Linked DNA regions of Oncorhynchus mykiss: region 2 is linked to region 1. Evidence: chromatin contacts called from public Hi-C data. All regions are on one chromosome and are shown on one strand. Each heading gives the region's core, a stretch centred on a gene start, on an enhancer-like site or on the middle of the called end of the contact. The rest is flanking DNA. Distances are from core to core; before and after follow the strand shown.

Evidence for each region. Hi-C and Micro-C count contacts between places; a contact is called where the count stands out from the background.
Region 2: a contact with region 1 is called in a Hi-C map of liver, with 2.5 times the contacts expected there. The contact joins the promoter of shmt2 here to the promoter of LOC110494766 in region 1. A contact is called at or near these places in 2 of 3 Hi-C or Micro-C datasets (blood and liver).

What each region holds. Positions count from the first base shown.
Region 1 is chr17:84,857,343-84,860,085 of USDA_OmykA_1.1, reverse strand. LOC110494766 (PRELI domain containing protein 3B) reads right to left here and starts at 1,401. Exons shown (of 6, transcript XM_021570097.2): 1 at 1,181-1,401; 2 at 194-362. The coding sequence starts at 1,212. LOC110494765 (tubulin beta-6 chain) reads right to left here. Exons shown (of 4, transcript XM_021570096.2): 4 at 2,617-2,743.
Region 2 is chr17:85,341,342-85,344,084 of USDA_OmykA_1.1, reverse strand. It overlaps shmt2 (serine hydroxymethyltransferase, mitochondrial), which reads left to right and starts at 1,419. Exons shown (of 13, transcript XM_036950835.1): 1 at 1,419-1,577. The coding sequence starts at 1,545.

The sequences.
Region 1 (2,743 bases), core at 152-2,651:
TTTAATGTTCTATTTCTAGGGCTATTGCAGAGAAAATGCTGAACGAAAAGTCTAGTATGACACTCAGACTGCTTACTATTATGTTGCTAAAGTAGAATCTACTGTGTTAGGTTCTGTCTTTCATTCTGATCTATCTAGAGCCTGTATACCTCTGCGTGTTTGAATTTCTATAAAAATAACAACAAACACTTACCGACTTGACGATGGAGGGCAGGCCCCACTCAGCGCTCAGCAGCCTGTTGCTGTGCAGGCGTCCCCGTGTGTCCACACTACGGTCCAACACATCCACCCCAAACACACTGGGGTTCATGGGGTTGGGGTACTTCTGCATCGCAGCCTTGGTGACTGTCTCCCAAGGATGGCTGTGGAGGGGAGAAAGAGTTTGCTATCAGCATTCAATTTATATTACGCACGTTTTTACTGATATCCACATGGCAGTCAGACACTGAAATACATGGATAATAAAACACACACACACACACACTTTAACACTGAAGTTGAAATCACAAGTGCAATTCATAACAATATGTATATTTATTTAAACACTTGTGTGGATGAAACAGGTGCCGTTTAGCGCTATGAACATTCGTCTATTTATGTGCCACAGCCTCTACGAGTTGATTAATATCCATCGATGCAGTGAGCAGGACATGGGGTAACATGCTCTGATAACAGATATGAAAGTCTAAAACCTCACTGGTTTAATTCAACTCTGTCTACATAGCAGCTGAGTGTCATCCTTTTTTTAAAACTGGTGCTTTGACTTGTAAAATAGCCTAAATGTATCCACGGATGGATTCTTTCTCGATGAAGAATCTAGGTTGCATCGGAGGAGGCAGAAGCCATGTGTTTGCGGTGTGACGCATCAACTACTAGGGGAAAGGTTGCTACTACGACGAGCTGGTTACGCAATTCCGCTGCAATCTGAAACTGACCGCTAGAAGCTGCTGAGTTAAAACATTCAGATGCTGTTTAACTGATACAAACTGCCAGGGTCAGGATTCTCAGTCATTGAAATAACTAGCTAGTTAACTTTTGCTGACTAAAACCCAAATCCACATGGGATCCAAGTTACAAATCGTGAAGTTGAATTCTTACGTCAGTTAATTCAAGACAAAATCGAATACTAAGCGAAACAACAGGAACAAATCAATGAATAGATAGAAATCTGGCTACTCACTTGAAAATGTGTTCCGATGTCCAGATCTTCATGGTCGGTGAGATGGGGAGTTTAGGAGTGAATCCGCCGGTGATTGCAGTCACACTGTTGGGAAAACCGCCCACGTTCAGAAAAGACCCAGCGCAAACCCACCCCCCACCTACGACGCGCAGTCATGGGACATGTGTTTGTGTGGCGCACTTCCGCCGCATTCCCCTGCGTTGATTGACAGCGGTCGACAACGCACAGACCAAGTGGAAAACAAAACGCACGCGCCTACTAGACATGATGTTCTTCTGGCAGGCACAAGTTTTGGCATGTTGGCGTGTGCATGTTCTTTATATCAAACGCAAATTTGAATAACGTCCTATGAGGTCGACTTACTGTTGAATCCATTTTTATTCATTGAATAAATAAACACATGTTAATAGTAATGTTTTTCAACGATGAGTTACTTTCTCTCCTAAATAGGATCTCTATCCTCTAGCTCAGCGGTGGCAAACTCCTTCCATGGAGGACCTAGTGTCTGCATGTTTTCGGTTTTTCCTTTCAATTAAGACCTAGACAACCAGTGAGTGGAGTTATTTACTCATTAGTGACCTTAATTCATTGATCAAGTACAAGGGAGCAGGGAAAACGCTGCAGACACTTGGCCCACCTTGGGATGTGTTTGACACGTCCTCTAGACCATTCCACTTTCCACATAGGATCACAGTATAGTAAAAGCAACTGGACAATGTTTACATTTATCCCCTTCAGTGAGGTTACATAACTAATCACTCAATGTGTGTCCAACCTTGATCCTGAGTAAACATGGTCTTGGATGTGGTGTCCTCTGAGTATAGAGCTACTGCAGAGATGACTGAATGCTAGGTCATTATCCTCTGGTATGGATTATATCATTTCCTTCTAAGCTACATTCCTATCACATGAGGTTGGTTGGCGGCACCTTAATTGGGGAGAACGGGCTCGTGGTAATGGCTGGAGAGGAATAGTTGGAATGTTAGCAAATACATCAACACCATGGTTTCCATGGTTTCCATGTGTTTGATGCCATTCCGTTTGCTCCATTCCAGCCATTATTATGAGCTGTCCTCCCCTCAGCAGCCTCCACTGAGGCTACATGGCCTTTAGTCCATAGATTAGTCTCTGTCTTCAGGTGGCACAGTTCATGGGTCTTTCAGCCTGATCTGAGCATATTATCACTGTACAAAAAGGGGAATTCCTCTGCCTTGTCAAATGGTCTTATCAAGCTGGACAGAGACAGTCACAAGTAATCTCTCTCTGTCAGATGGGAGGAGTGGGAGGGAATTATGTGCCAACTGTCCTCACTGACTGAGTTCTAGCTACTGTATGTTGTAGCGTTTTTGGGGCTTTAAAACCAGGCCTAGGACATTGTTCCTTGACAATAATGTTTGAACTTGGAATAACCACACAAAATAAGCACACAGATAACTATTGTTATAATGGAGAATTTTAATAATATAATACAAATGGTTCACAATATCACACTGAATACATTGCTAAAATTGCTGAGGCACAAAATAATTAACAAATAGAACATTATACTCCCCTTTTAAATAC
Region 2 (2,743 bases), core at 170-2,669, 480 kb before region 1:
TGTACTCTATATCCTATTATGTTCTTGATCAATGATGTTCAGCTGGAATGAAAGTCCCGGTGCTCTACTACCCATGTATCTTCTGGATCTGCTCAGGACACACACGCACCCACGCACACACGCACGCACGCACACACACACACACACACACACACACACACACACACACACACACACACACACACACACACACACACACACTCATGTATCTTGTGGAGTGGTTCAGGATACAGAGATTGATGTAGTTCTACGTACCAGGAGACCACCTCTTTATCACATCTCACTGTTGTGTTTGGGAAGGATATCCATGCTATGATCCACGCTATGATACATCACCTTGACTCCTTTGACTTTGTCTCTCTCTCTCTCTCTCTCTCTCTCTCTCTCTCTCTCTGTGTCTCTCTCTCTCTCTCTCTCGCTCTCTCTCTCTCTCTCTCTCTCTCTCTCTCTCTCTCTGTGTCTCTCTCTCTCTCTCTCTCTCTCTCTCTCTCTCTCTCTCTCTCTCTCTCTCTCTCTCTCTGTGTGTGGCTCTCCCTCTCTCCCTCTCTGTGTCTCTCTCTTTCTCTCTCTCTCCCCCCCTCTCTCTCTCTCTCTATCTATCTATCTATCTATCTATCTATCTATCTATCTATCTATCTATCTATCTATCCATATCTCTCTCTCTCTCACTCCCCCACACTCTGTCTATCGCTGTCTCAAACCCTTTGTGTGTGTGTGTGTGTGTGTGTGTGTGTGTGTGTGTGTGTGTGTGTGTGTGTGTGTGTGTGTGTGTGTGTGTGTGTTCAATAATAAATCAGCCAAGTAAAAAAGAACACAGATAATGCAACACTGTCTTTCGTAGCGAGGACAGTGTGTTGATATTGCATTCTCTGTACATATCCACATAGCCAAGGTGAACAGCCTGTGTCCAGGTCCTATGGACTGAAGTGAACCTGACTAGACAAACAGTATCTCCAGCCCTTCAGTCTATAGCGCCATGTTGTTCAGTATTTTCAGACCATATTTATTTTTTGAAGAATTGTTACAAGCTAGGTAAGCAAACATAGTCTACAAAGGAAGAAGGAGCCCTTGGATGTAAGGCAGTAAGTGTGCATGTCTGATGTAGCCTAGTTATTGATATTTCAGTTGAACATGTTTTACAAACAGAAGGATCTTAATCATGTAATATTTGACAAAAAATTATCACATAACACAAATGACACGCCCTCCAAAAGAACGGAGCAAACCTGCTCTTGTTTTAGATTATTTAACTGATCGTTGTTCACACATTTATAACAACAACCAAAACATTTAGAATTGTATATATTCATAGGACTCTATAAGGTTCACGGCTGATAACGCTCATGAAAAAAGTACGTCACTCTTGTGTAATGCATAGAAACTACAAATCCCAGACACCCTGTCGGCGATGTAAAAATGCAAAGTGCAAGCATCCGCCTCTTCCACTGACTGATCAACTTCAAAACAGCCTTTTCTAAGCGTGACCCTTTTAGAGAGTGAGGTGGTTAGATTGACCGTTGTTGTGCTTCTGAAATCGTACAAATATGCTGTCGTTGACGTTGAGGCAAATCGCACGGGTGAGTGACTACTTATTAATTTCGCCAACGTTACTCGATGATACATCTCGCTAGCTTCAAATCAAATTACAGCAAAATAGCATGCAATGACCAGCCAGGTGGCTAGCTAAAGCAGCCACGTTTGCAGCTGTATATTATTATTATAATAGCTAGCTATCTGGTTAGCTTAAAGGCTACTGAACAGTGTAGCTGGATTGGTATGGTGCAGGTACAACTAGTTAGCGACGTAGCTAAGCTAATTACCCACATTAATGTTATCTGACATGACTGGCTGGTTAACTACTGTAGTTAGCTAGGCTATACTCCTGAGAGACCACACACACACACACACACAATGTTGTCTGTTTAATGGTTGTGTACACGCGTTTAAATGTGTTTCCATGGTTTGTGATCATAGGAAAATGAGATGGTCCCAACATGTGTTTTTAGTAAGAGATCAACTTTCACTATCTCCCTCCCAGAGTCCCACGCTTACTTTGCACCACTCTGCACCACTGGGGACAAAGATGCCAGGTAGCTTGGCCAGTTTCCCACGTGTTTGGTTTGACATTAGGAACTAACTGTAACCTTGAGTGATTGATTACCCCTCTAATGTAAGTAACTGTCTGTAATATAGTTAACCCTAGTTACGCGTAGTTACACGGTATGGATAGTAAACTCGTCAGATGTAAACACTTAGCCTCACATGGTTACTGTTTAACTGGTGAGTGATGCAACAATCTAGCTGGTTTCATCATTTCAGCTGGTTGGCAAATTATACTGCTACTTTTCTAGCTACATTCATGTAGTTTTGGACTTGGAAGAAAATATTTCTTATTTTAAGCTGGGAAGATTTTTTTTTTAAAAAACAAACATTTTTAAACATATAGTCCTATTTGAATGTATGAACAATTTGAACTGATGTGAATATGTTTCACGATTTGACAGTAGTTGATTGATAAAATGTTTGTGGACTTTGATGACTACAATGTTTGGGATCCTTTCAGAGGGAGTTTGTATTGCACAAACGTTCTTTACAAACTTCAAGCATTTTCCTAGACAGGGCAGTATCTGAAAGCTCAAAGTGCAAAAAATACAGCTTTTCTGCAAGAACAGTCGACAAATATTAACCCTTCTCAAGGTAGTACTTTTACAGTTGGCACATAGTCTACCTGTTAATTACACCA